Regions from separate parts of the Xenopus laevis genome. Here region 2 is linked to region 1. The links are chromatin contacts, called in public Hi-C maps. All regions are on one chromosome and are shown on one strand. Each heading gives the region's core, a stretch centred on a gene start, on an enhancer-like site or on the middle of the called end of the contact. The rest is flanking DNA. Distances are from core to core; before and after follow the strand shown. Region 1 has its middle 18 kb from the start of MGC86483.S. Region 2 holds the start of LOC108717670 (phospholipase B1, membrane-associated).

Evidence for each region. Hi-C and Micro-C count contacts between places; a contact is called where the count stands out from the background.
Region 2: a contact with region 1 is called in a Hi-C map of the XL177 cell line, with 4 times the contacts expected there. The contact joins the promoter of LOC108717670 here to the enhancer-like site in region 1. A contact is called at or near these places in 2 of 4 Hi-C or Micro-C datasets (the XL177 cell line and the XTC cell line).

Annotation. Positions count from the first base shown.
Region 1 is chr5S:9,639,514-9,646,584 of Xenopus_laevis_v10.1, forward strand. No RefSeq gene overlaps it. Among protein-coding and RNA genes, the nearest start is that of MGC86483.S, 18 kb to the left of the region's middle. Within about 2 kb of position 3,833, at least 1 of the 7 cell types and tissues checked has an H3K27ac peak or open chromatin away from gene starts, as enhancers often do.
Region 2 is chr5S:9,884,298-9,891,368 of Xenopus_laevis_v10.1, forward strand. LOC108717670 (phospholipase B1, membrane-associated) reads left to right here and starts at 3,971. Exons shown (of 57, transcript XM_018264906.2): 1 at 3,971-4,073. The coding sequence starts at 3,971.

The DNA of each region.
Region 1 (7,071 bases), core at 2,583-5,082:
TCACCAAATTTAGGAATGATTTGCGGCTTGGTACTTTGGCGTAGAAAGACATGCATACCCAATTTGAATTCGTGGGAATGTGTACTTTCCAAAAATATATGGTTTTCTGGGGTGAACTTACTTTTTTCTACATTTGCCCCCCTCAAAACAATGTAAATGTGTTGATTTTGCAGTACCTGAAATGACAGACCATATGGGGGTCTTCGTTTTGCGGCCCCTATACGCCACGTGCTTGGGTACACCTATACATATTGGGCATCAAACTGTTCAGAGGACCCCAGGCTTTCATATTTGGGGTGATTTGTCTTGATACCTAAAAGTATGTGGGTAATACGATGCTGCAGGGTCGAAATTTTGAAGTCATTTTTGGAAATGTCCCCAAAATCACCAAATTTAGGAATGGTTTGCGGCTTGGTACTTTGTAGTAGAAAGACATGCATACCCAATTTAGATTCGTGGGAATGTGTACTTTCCGAAAATATATGGTTTTCTGGGGTGAACTTACTTTTTTCTACCTTTGCCCCCCCCAAAACGATGTAAATGTGTTGATTTTGCAGTACCTGAAATGACAGAACATACAAGGAGGGGTCTTCATTTTAGGGCCCCTATATGCCACGTGCTTGGGTACACCTATACATATCGGGCATCAAACTGTTCAGAGGACCCTAGGCTTTCATATTTGGGGTGATTTCTCTTGATACCTAAAAGTATGTGGGTAATACGATGCTGCAGAGTAGATATTTTGAGGTCATTTTTGGAAATGTCACCAAAATCACCAGATTTAGGAATGATTTGCGGCTTGGTACTTTGGCGTAGAAAGACATGCATACCCAATTTGGATTCGTTGGAATGTGTACTTTCCGAAAATATATGGTTTTCTGGGGTGAACTTACTGTTTTCTACTTTTGCCCCCCCCCCCCAAAACGATGTAAATGTGTTGATTTTGCAGTACCTGAAATGACAGACTATATGGGGGTCTTCCTTTTGGGGCCCCTGTATGCCACGTGCTGGGGTACACCTATACATATCGGGCATCAAACTGTTCAGAGGACCCTAGGCTTTCATATTTGGGGTGATTTGTCTTGATACCTAAAAGTATGTGGGTAATACGATGCTGCAGGGTAGATATTTTGAGGTGATTTTTGGAAATGTCACCTAAATCACCAAATTTAGGAATGATTTGCGGCTTGGTACTTTGGCGTAGAAAGACATGCATACCCAATTTGGATTCGTTGGAATGTGTACTTTCCGAAAATATATGGTTTTCTGGGGTGAACTTACTGTTTTCTACTTTTGCCCCCCCCAAAACGATGTAAATGTGTTGATTTTGCAGTATCTGAAATGACAGACTATATGGGGGTCTTCCTTTTGGGGCCCCTGTATGCCACGTGCTTGGGTACACCTATACATATCGGGCATCAAACTGTTCAGAGGACCCTAGGCTTTCATATTTGGGGTGATTTGTCTTGATACCTAAAAGTATGTGGGTAATACGATGCTGCAGGGTAGATATTTTGAGGTGATTTTTGGAAATGTCACCTAAATCACCAAATTTAGGAATGATTTGCGGCTTGGTACTTTGGCGTAGAAAGACATGCATACCCAATTTGAATTCGTGGGAATGTGTACTTTCCGAAAATATATGGTTTTCTGGGGTGAACTTACTGTTTTCTACTTTTGCCCCCCCAAAACAATGTAAATGTGTTGATTTTGCAGTACCTGAAATGTCAGACTATATGGGGGTCTTCCTTTTAGGGCCCCTATATGCCACATGCTTCGGTACACCTATACATATTGGGCATCAAACTGTTCAGAGGACCCTAGGCTTTCATATTTGGGGTGATTTGTCTTGATACCTAAAAGTATGTGGGTAATACGATGCTGCAGGGTAGATATTTTGAGGTGATTTTTGGAAATGTCACCTAAATCACCAAATTTAGGAATGATTTGCGGCTTGGTACTTTGGCGTAGAAAGACATGCATACCCAATTTGGATTCGTTGGAATGTGTACTTTCCGAAAATATATGGTTTTCTGGGGTGAACTTACTGTTTTCTACTTTTGCCCCCCCCCCCAAACGATGTAAATGTGTTGATTTTGCAGTACCTCAAATGACAGACCATATGGGAGTCTTCCTTTTGGGGCCCCTATATGCCACGTGCTTGGGTACACCTATATATATTGGGCATCAAACTGTTCAGAGGACCCTAGGCTTTCATATTTGGGGTGATTTCTCTTGATACCTAAAAGTATGTGGGAAATACGATGCTGCAGGGTAGACATTTTTAAGTGATTTTTGGAAATGTCACCAAAATCACCAAATTTAGGAATGATTTGCGGCTTGGTACTTTGTAGTACAAAGACATGCATACCCAATTTAGATTCGTGGCAATGTGTACTTTCCGAAAATATATGGTTTTCTGGGGTGAACTTACTTTTTTCTACCTTTGCCGCCCCCCAAAACGATGTAAATGTGTTGATTTTGCAGTATCTGAAATAACAGACCATATGGGGTCTTCCTTTTCAGGCCTCTATATGCCACTTGCTTGGGTACACCTATACATATTGGGCATCAAACTGTTCAGTGGACCCAGGATTTTATATTTGGGGTGTTTTACATTGATACCTAATGATGTGTGGGAGATATGTTGCTGTAGAGTGGAAGCTTTGAGGTCATTTTTCAAAAAATTCACCAATTTCTATAAAACATTATAACTTTAGGAAACAATTGCAACTTGGTGGTTTGGAGTACAAAGATATTTCTACCCATTTTTGATTCACCAGAATCTGTTCTTTCTAGTAATGGGTAGTTTTCTAGGGTAAACCTACTGTTAGCGGAATGTTTGGCCTTGAAATCAAAAGTATGCCGTTTGGGAAGTGTTGCTTTGGAAATTTGGTTGTGTACTGCTTGTAGATTTTGAGCTATACAAGTGAGAAATCTCCATAAAACTATATATATTTGGTATTGTCGCGTTCAGGAGACATAGACCTTTCTAAATCGGCTGTGTTCTCGTACATAAAATGAATGATGTTTCTGATATATGTGATTGTTCTTCGTGCAACATGATTTTTTTCATTTTATTTGACACTTAGAATCCAATATTTTATTAGAGAAGTAGAATTACACCAAAATTCTTGCATATTGTGAAAGTTCAGGTTGTCCTGAAAAAAACAATACATTGTTTTCCTGGGTTAACTAAAAGACCACCCCAGGAAAGGCCCTTAAAGTGAAAGAGTGCAAAATATCTAAAAACTGCTTGGCAGTAGATGTTCGCATCTAGGACAAAACGGCTGGCAGGGAAAGGGTTAAGTCAGACTGGGATGCTGGGTCCCAACAAAATTAGATACAGCCCCCACTTTCCACTCCCCTCCTTTCTTCATTCCTCTTCTCTCTCCCCTTCTTCTGTTATAATGTTCTCCTTCCGTCTCCTCCATCTTCAGTCCTCTTCTGCTTCTGCCGCCTCCTCCTTCCCACTTGTATCTCCCTTTAATTCTTCTCTTTGCCTCCCTCTCTTCTATTCTCCGCATGTCAGCTCCATCTGTCTCTTACATTCACTGAATATTGTACGATAATTAGTTTCATACGATAATATTTTTAAGTGTGTCGCCACCTTTACTCCCTGACCCATTTCTCCCTCCTGTTCCGTTGCACCTCCTTTCCCTCTTTCTCACTTCCTTCCTTACCTGATACAGAAGGGGGTCACTGATTGTATCACAGTACATGGGCCCTTTTGCCCTGAAAACGTCATTTTAGGAAACTCCAGTGATTAGACTGCACTCTGATTGGACATGGCCTCACCACAATGGGATTAGATATGAGGTCCTGTAGCCCCTGGGACAAGGGAGGAGCACTGAGCAGCTTGAAGGGGATTCAGTCCAGCTGGGAAGGATAGAGGGTCTAGAGAAACTTTTTTTCCAATGCTCCACACTAAGCCTGATTAAAATAAAGAATAAGTAAAAGAACAGGATGTGGGTGACAAATCGGAGGAATCGCCCCCTGGATGGGATTGTCCATCTTCAGGCAAATCAGATGTGTCTGGATATAGGTGGTCAGTCCATCAATGGGAAAAGCTACATCAGATCACAAGTCTTACTGGTAGGCCAGCCGTAGCCAATCAGAACATTAGTCACAGGGTTAAGGTGGCCATAGACGCACAGATAATATCGTACGAAACAAATTTTTGTACGATATTCGGAGCGTGTATGGTGGGAAAAGAGCCGACCGATATTGGCAGAAGACTTGGATATCGGTCGGCTGGTTGATTGGGCTGGACGCAAAAGTTTGTTCTGGCACCTTTGAAGGCACCCGAACATTGGCCATTGTTAGTGCTGAATAGTCAGATACAGGTAGAATTCTATTGTTTCTATCTGTATATCTGACCATTTTCCAAGAAAGATCATAATTGTTATGTCTATGGCCTACTTAAGAGCTACATCCCCCCCCCCCCCACAGTGGCCTTTCATTTGAGTAGTTCTACCAATCACACATCATATAGACTGGTAGGCAAAGTAATGTAACAGTAAATATTATAAAGGTATGAGATGTGCCGGTTAAAAAAACCCCAATAAGGATTCTACGGTCATTTCTGAGTTCCCTGTATAACTCCCTGCAGCCGTACACCTTTATATGGCCACAGAACCCCTCAGTGACTTCTAATATCCTTATCATTCACAGTAGGGGGTACATTATCCCTTATAATACATGAGTGATACTTAGAGTTCCCTGTATAACTCAGCCTGCAGCCTTGTGCCTTTATATGGTCACAGAACAACCCCTCAGTGACTTCTAATATCCTTATCATTTACAGTAGGGGGTACATTATCCCTTATAATACATGAGTGATACTCAGAGTTCCCTGTATAACTCAGCCTGCAGCCTTGTGCCTTTATATGGTCATAGAACCCCCAGTGACTTCTAATATCCTTATCATTTTCAGTAGGGGGTACATTATCCCTTATAATACATGAGTGATACTCAGAGTTCCCTGTATAACTCAGCCTGCAGCCTTGTGCCTTTATATGGTCATAGAACCCCCAGTGACTTCTAATATCCTTATCATTTTCAGTAGGGGGTACATTATCCCTTATAATACATGAGTGATACTCAGAGTTCCCTGTATAACTCAGCCTGCAGCCTTGTGCCTTTATATGGTTACAGAACCCCTCAGTGACTTCTAATATCCTTATCATTTACAGTAGGGGGTACATTATCCCTTATAATACATGAGTGATACTCAGAGTTCCCTGTATAACTCAGCCTGCAGCCTTGTGCCTTTATATGGTCACAGAACAACCCCTCAGTGACTTCTAATATCCTTATCATTTACAGTAGGGGGTACATTATCCCTTATAATACATGAGTGATACTCAGAGTTCCCTGTATAACTCAACCTGCAGCCTTGTGCCTTTATATGGTCACAGAACAACCCCTCAGTGACTTCTAATATCCTTATCATTTACAGTAGGGGGTATAGTATCTCCTATAAAATCTGGGCATGTGCATGTATAACTTCACACTTGCATATTTTAATTTCTGTGCATTATGATCCCTCTAATTTCAGGTTGCCTCCAGTGGCGGAGCAGGGGGTGCAAGCGGGCCAGGGCCCCCTGCGCGCCACTATAATTTGGGCATAAAATCTCGTACGGAGGGGGGCGGGGGGCCCGGCTGCGCATCACGCACCAGGGCCCGCCCCCCTGTAATTAGGTTTCTGGTTGCCTCGTTGAGGCAACTTTGGGCGACTATTGAAAACACATCGCCGCGTGTGCATTAGCGCAGGCGACTTTTCATTGTAGCCTATGGGGAAAACCACTGAGGCAGTTCAGGGAGATAGTCGCTCAAAAGACGAATCTCCTCGTGTGGACTAGCCCTTACTGTGCCTTTACCAGAAAGCGTTTTCCTGGCAGTCAGGCAGCTAAGAGAATTCTTGCAGAGCCATAAATGCTAATAGAATCTCTAAGATCTTCTTAGCCTTCCATTATTTTTTATCAGTTTGTAATTAATGAAACATTTCAGCCCCTTTTTATTGATCTTTCCACCACTAGGTGGCACCAGAAAACAGAAAATGAGTCCACATTTAACCCTTAATTCTCAGAGAGAGAAGTTCACATTTACTTCTTGGAGGACAAAAACTTACAGCACTTTCCAAAAAAAATGTCATAAAACAAGCCATAATTAATTTTCTCGCCATGTGTAGATCCGACGTGTCGTACAAGTGGGGTTAGAAGTATTGCCGCTGCATTGATGATGTGTTTGCGTTATGGTCGGGGCCATGTTGGGCCCTGCAGGATCTATAATGAAAGTAATGCATTGATTTTAATATGACTATAATTATATGGAATACACGTTGTGTTCAGCTTTGTATGTACTGATTACTGATTAAAGGAGAACTAACCCCTATTTGATATTAAATTTAGAAGTAGTTGAAGGTTTAACTTTTGGAAATCAGGGGGTACAGGAAGGAATTCCAGTTAGAATCCCTGAAATTGAAAAGTGTTATTTTTGGGGCGAGACTTGCACGGGAGTGGGGGGGTTTGGCATAATTTAGTTGCCGTGGCCAGGGTTGATCGGAGCATGGCTGTGCATTCTAGGGGACCTGTTTTACTGGTTGAAAGGGCCCAACCATCCAGGGGGTTGTTCCCCTTTAAATTAACTGTTAGTATGATGTAGAGAGTGAGGTTCTGAGACAATTTGCAATCGGTTTTAATTTTTTATTATATGCGATTTTTTTGAGTTATTTCGCTTTTTATTCAGCAGCTCTCCAGTTGGCAATTTCAGCAATCTGGTTGCTAGGGTGCAAATTACATTAGCAACCATGCACTGATTTGGAGAAGAGACAGGGATATGAATAGGAGAGGGTCTGAATACAAAGATCAGTAATAAAAAGCAGTAATAAAAATAAATGTGACGCCTTACAAAGCATTTGTTTTTCAGATGGGGTCTGTGACCCCCATTTCGGAAGGGGTCAGAAGAAAAAGGCAAATAACTAAAAAAAAGTATAACATATAAATAATGAAGACCAATTGCAAAGTTGTTAGAAATTGGACATTCTATAACATACTAAAAGTTACCTCA
Region 2 (7,071 bases), core at 2,721-5,220, 240 kb after region 1:
CGTTACCTGATGCATTACACAATGGACTGTTTGGGAAAGGGATGGTAACATTTTGGCTTTGCACATATTTGCTCCCAGCAGGGAACCCAGGGGAACTTTTATGAGTATGTGGAATTTCTCAGCAGGGATAAAAGCAAGAGGCGTTGTGCTTAGTAGCCTGACAGCAATAGGATTTGCAGTTACTGTAGCTCTGGACTTTTTATACATAAAATAATAAGCAGAGTTAGGGACAGGCATATTGGCTGGATCTATCCATGGAGCAGTATGATAAATACAGGATTTTGTTGGAGGATACAATTATACATTACAAGTAATTATGTTTAGGCCTCCGAACATGAGAGGAGAGGAATTTGGGCCTTACTGTGGATAACATACGGCGCAACTCTAGGCAGTGTCAAACAGTCGCTGCTAAAAAGTCACCAAATGTATGAAGAAGGACAGTAAAGGGGATGCGAGCATTGCTATACTTCTCTATATATCTCATCTAAGACTTTACTTTGAGTATGCAGTGTCGTTTTGGACCTCAGAGTACAAAAACGTGACACTAAACATATAGTGGGAACCTTCCCAGAACAGGAGAGTAAGGGGGTAGCAACTTCCTATTAATCCCGTTGGTTTAAGATCAGATGTGGGACAGGTAAGTGTTCTTATCATCATCATATAGAGTATATTAGGGGATGTTCTGAAGGGTTGAACTTAAACTAAACAACCCATTTTCACTTCCATTTTTAGTTACAGCTTCAGGTTTTCTTTCCGCTTTACACTCAACTACTATGAGCAGTGTTTGTTCTAACAGATTATTCCAGAGTCCACCAGATTGGATTAAGCTCAGCCTGACCTTAAATGTCCTCTACAATCACACGCAAAAGTCTCTTTACAAAACAGTGTAGGTAATGGGTGTCTCTGTTTTGTCAAAGGGAAATAGAGCAAAGGTGATATGTAAGTCTACAGGAATAGCAACTGTCACACAACTGGGTTTGTTAATTCTTATCAGTGTACACCAACCCATAGAGACACAACTGCCTGGTGCTAATGACTAAGCCAGGAATACCCAAAGTGAATTCAAACTGGAACATGAGTCACCTTCCTATCCCAAACTTCTACTATAGGCACCATCTCTCCCTACTATACCTGCTATCCCACAGTCACACTCCCTTCCCAGAGACTATTATCCACTGTTACTGTAGGCTCCATCTCTCCCTACTATACCTGCTATCCCACAGCCACACTCCCTTCCAGAGACTTTATCCACTTGTTACTATAGGCCTCATCTCCTACCAACCTTCCATCCCCCCTTACCAGAGACTACCTGCTATACCCCCCAACCAAGCCTCACCTCGCCTTCCTCAGAGACTATTATCACACTGTTACTATAGGCACCGCTCTGCTCCCTACTATACGTGCTATCCACAGTCACACTCCTTCCCAGAGACTATTATCCACTGTTACTATACGACACCATCTCTCCCTACTATACCTGCTATACACAGTACACAGCTCCCTTGCAGCGAGACTCTCATAATATCCACACTTGTTTAACGTATAACACACCGTCGCCATACCCCCGCCTATACGGCCTACTGTCCCACAGTCATCTCTCTATTCACACTTCTCTCTCAGACAACGACGGTAGTGCTGCTAATTCTTTTCCTTATGCGGTACCCTATCACACTCCTCCTCATCCATCGTGAGTACACTGCTATCTCCAACCAGTCACAGAGTCCCTTTCCCAGACACCCATCCACTCCACTATCTATATAGGCACGCATCTCTCCTACCTGTCTCTAACACCCACGCTCAATCTGGCTCTTCCAGAAGCAACGCCTTAATATCTATCTCTGTTACGGCCACCCAGTTCTCACCCTACCCATCACCCGAGTACCTACCACAGTTCACACATCCCCTCACAGAGCGACTAATCCAGAGCACCTATCTATTTCCACTGGGCGTTACATATACACCCGATTAACTATCAGCCCTCTCCTACTCCACAACATTCAACTGTTACTAGGGCCACCTCTCACCCCCGTATATCCCACCGCGCTCAGCCAGATCACCATAATCGCACAGTACTACTATTACTGTACATAGCACCCAATCATCTCCTCTGACGCACCATACTCTGCTATGACCCACACTACGAGCATAGCACACAGCGATACTCACCATCACTCTTACGTACTAGGCACCATCTCTTCCCTTAATACACCGCATCCCACAGTCACAGTCCCTCCCGAGAGGACTAGATACACTACTAAGTGAGCACCAATCTCTCCTACTATACACTGCTATCCCCACAGTCACCAGCGTTCCACGAGCGCGACTCAATTACACACACATACCGGCAAGACCTATTATACCTCTAGCCCCACGTCACCACTTATCCGAATCATCGACTATCTTCCCCACTATCCATCTTCGACGATTATCTCCTATGTTGTTAATATAGGCACCATCCTCCCACGTATACCTGCTATCCCACAGTCACAGTTCCCTTCCCGGAGACTATTATCCCACTGTTACTATAGGCACCATCTCTCCCTACTATACCTGCTATCCCACAGTCACACTCCCTTCCCAGAGACTATTATCCACTGTTACTATAGGCACCCTCTCTCCCTACTATACCTGCTATCCCACAGTCACACTTCCTTCCCAGAGACTATTATCCCACTGTTAATATAGGCACCATCACTCCCTACTATACCTGCTATCCCACAGTCACAGTCCCTTCCCGGAGACTATTATCCCACTGTTACTATAGGCACCATCTCTCCCTACTATACCTGCTATCCCACAGTCACAGTCCCTTCCCAGAGACTATTATCCCACTGTTACTATAGGCATCATCTCTCCCTACTATACCTGCTATCCCACAGTCACACTTCCTTCCCAGAGACTATTATCCCACTGTTAATATAGGCACCATCTCTCCCTACTATACCTGCTATCCCACAGTCACACTCCCTTCCCAGAGACTATTATCCACTGTTACTATAGGCACCATCTCTCCCTACTATACCTGCTATCCCACAGTCACACTCCCTTCCCAGAGACTATTATCCACTGTTACTATAGGCACCATCTCTCCCTACTATACCTGCTATCCCACAGTCACACTCCCTTCCCAGAGACTATTATCCCACTGTTACTATAGGCACCATCTCTCCCTACTATACCTGTTATCCCACAGTCACACTCCCTTCCCAGAGACTATTATCCACTGTTACTATAGACACCATCTCTCCCTACTATACCTGCTATCCCACAGTCACACTCCCTTCCCAGAGACTATTATCCACTGTTACTATAGGCACCATCTCTCCCTACTATATCTGCTATCCCACAGTCACACTCCCTTCCCAGACACATCACTTAATCAATCATGAAGTTTGGGAATCACAGGCTAAGGCAGAATATTTGGCTCCACACAACATGTTTCGGGCATCAAGGGCGCTTTCTCCAGTGGCAGGAGGCCGGCAATGCTGTGCTGTAGTAGTTGAATGAATACAATCACAGACATCTCTGTAGATTAAACTTTTATGCAAAGCCACAACTGTGACATATCACCAAAATTGTGACATAATGGGACTCATCCCAGACAGCTGAGCCGTTCACTCCCAGGAGAAGAACCTGTTTGGGTTGTTTGGGCACAGTTTTGATCTTCCTCCAAGGGAGTTTGGTATTTGCAGTTCTACTCAGCCGTCTCTAAACTTCATTTTTGGGGATTAGTGTCTTAAAACATGTCCTTTGCTTCTATTGATAGTAACTGGGCTCCGGCCGAAACAAGTCTCTTCAAAGACACCAATCCCTTAAAATATTACATCATGGCTTCCTTTAATGGGGAGGTTTATCTTTAGCAATACATTCACCAACAATGGGTTTGCAGAAAGGAACTATATGGCATCACAGGAATCTGGATAGAGAATACAATCGCGCATTCCCTGCAATTCTTTGTGTGATGTGACCAATGGCGATGTGGGTGGAGCGGGATGGAGTGAAGACGGAAGAATTTGGAGTGTTCACCCTTCAGGCGCTTAATCTGGATGACCTTTTCCTCGCCAACAGGTCTCGTATCCAATGCAAAAATAAACCAGTAGCGCACTGATTTGAAGCGAAGAAAGTGGATTTCTTGTTTATTTAGCCCCTGTACATACAAGATAAGTGCAACGTTTTGAACCCCACTGGGCCCTTTATCAAGCCTAGTGACTACATCAAACACAGTGTTTTATAAAGTGCACCTTAGGAGCGGCTTATGACTCCTCCCCTTCATAGTGACATCATAGTGAACAACATGAAAAATAGGAAACAATGTCTTTGTAAATATCCATATTTTAGTCCATTAGTGTAAGTCCATGTACCTGTGTAAAAATGATAAATGTAATAACACAATGTAACTGTCTTGTATTACCTGAGACGCTTTTTCGACTGATTCGGCACATGGTACTTAATTCTATCCGGAAGATGACGCCCACAAGCTCCGCTTCGCACTGATAGGTGAGAAATGTTTAGGTGATGTGATAAGTGTGATAAATATTTGAGGGACATTTTCATGGCTATTGAAGTATGCGGGGGAAGGGAGGGGGTCTATGTAGGTTAGTAGGTAGAGCCTTTTCTTAATTGGGGAGTTGAGTTGTCCTTCAAGGTGGCCATAAACAGATCCACTCGTTCATAAGGTCGTACTAGCCGATGAAGTCCTCGATCGCCAGAAAAATCAAACCTCCCTGACCCATTTCTTGGCCACATATCGGAAGCCCCAAACACACTGTCTTTGTGGGCCGCCCCTAGGCCGTGCGGTCCGACCAGGCGGCCGCGCGGTCCTAGCGCCCGCCTACACATCCCCTTCCCAGCGCGCCGGCGAAAAAACGCCGGCGCAGCTGGTGTAATTGAATGGGGACGCACACGTCCCCATAATGCGGCTGGGCGGCATGCCACCCCTATTTTTTGCCACCCTAGGCCTGGGCCTATGCGGCCTTGCCGCAAATCCGGGCCTGCAAACACTGGCAGAAAAGCTGCTGAATTAGTCTAAAGGACCAATATCGACAGCTTTAATCTGCCCATGTTTGACCACCTTTACACAAAGACACAAGGACATACACAATAGTGTCTCAGTGGATAGTATTTCCCTTCTAGCCCCCAAAAAAGGGTTAAATGCCCCTTCAAGGGTTTATGGGAATACAAAGGTTGGAGTCTTTTCTTTTCTGTCTATTTGCATAATTTCCTATGAACCCGCTCACCCGGGCCAGGGTTTGTTGCACCCATAAGAGTGTGAGCACAATAGAGCCGCAGCAGTGAGTCAGGGTACAAGTAGGTTACAACACAGGATGCTCCAGAGCAGAAGTTCCAGGAATTCGTGCGTTACATGTGCTGGAAGGATGCGAATCTGAGGTCTGAACTGACGTCATTCTCACTGAGAGAAAGGTGGGGCCAGAATAGGCTTCTAGGGAAGAGAGAGTGGGGTGTATGGCAGCACCGCCCCCTCCCCAACTGTCAGCCTGAGCTCTGTTTACTATATCCTCGTTGATGATTAACAAGGGAGGCCTTTTATTGTATCCAGAATACAAACAACGCGGTGATTTACAGTAAAGGTAGAGCAGGGATGAGAGTGAAGGAAAATATCAGGGTAGTCGATAATGAAGTGAAGTGGAGCAAGAATTAGGGAGTCGTGAGAAAGTGGAGCAGGGACAGATGTATGAGATGAGAGAGATTAAGAGGAGGTGCAGGGAGTCCATGAATAAAACTGGTGAAACTTAAATACAATCTCCTCTTTCTGCCCTTGAGGCTGAACAGCAACTAATGAAGCAGAGGTACAAGTACAGTCACTTATAACATTCCGCAAGAATAGCTGCTGCCCAAAGAGCTGACAATATTGCCCTGTGCTTTACACTGTACATTACAGGCTGGTCACCCCCTCTGTGTGCTTGCCATTCTTGTATGTGTATGTGTGTATGTGTGTATATACTGTGTGTGTATGTGTGTATATACTGTATGTGTGTATATACTGTATGTGTATGTGTGTATATACTGTATGTGTGTATGTGTGTATATACTGTATGTATAACTTTATTTGTAAAGCACTGTTAAGTTGCCGCAGCACAGTACATAAAAGTACAATATATATATACAACATAAATAAAAATACAATATATAAAAGTGAAAAATAAATAAAAGTAAAATAAAAATAAAAATACAATATATAAAAGTACAATATAAATAAAAGTAAAATATAAATAAAAGTACAATATATATGAAAGTACAATATATATAAAAGTACAACATAAATAAAAGTACAATATATAAAAGTGCAATATAAATAAAAGTACAATATATAAAAGTACAATATAAATAAAAGTAAAATATAAATAAAAGTACAATATATATGAAAGTACAATATATATAAAAGTACAACATAAATAAAAGTACAATATATAAAAGTGCAATATAAATAAAAGTACAATATATAAAAGTACAATATATATATATATATGAAAGTACAATAAAATAAAAGTACACTATTAGTGATGGGTGAATTTTTTCACCAAGCGCGAATTTGCGTCATATTTCTGCATTTCGCCACCAGCGAATAAATTTGGGAATTTGCTGTGAAAGTTTTTTGGCGCCGGTGATGGAATCGACGCTGGCGACAATTTAGACACGGACGACGAATAATGGATGCCCATTGACTTTAATGGGGGATGTCGTCAACTTTGAAAATCGTCGTTTCGTGAATTTTCGCCCGTTACGCGGATTTCAGGACAAATTCGCCCATCACTGTACACTATAAATAAAAGTACAATATTTACAAGTACAATATAAATAAAAGTACGATATATAAAATCACACATATAGAGGACAATCATTAAATAGAATAAATATACACAGGACACAGAGCTCATATAAGGACACAGAGCTTAAAGGGGTTGTTCACCTTTGAGTTAACTTTTAGTATAATGTAGAGAGTGATATTCTGAGACCATTTGCAATTGGTTTCATTTTTTATTGTTTGGGGGTGTGCAATTAGTTTGCAATTTCAGCAATCTGGTTTCTAGGGTCCCAATTACCCTAGCAACT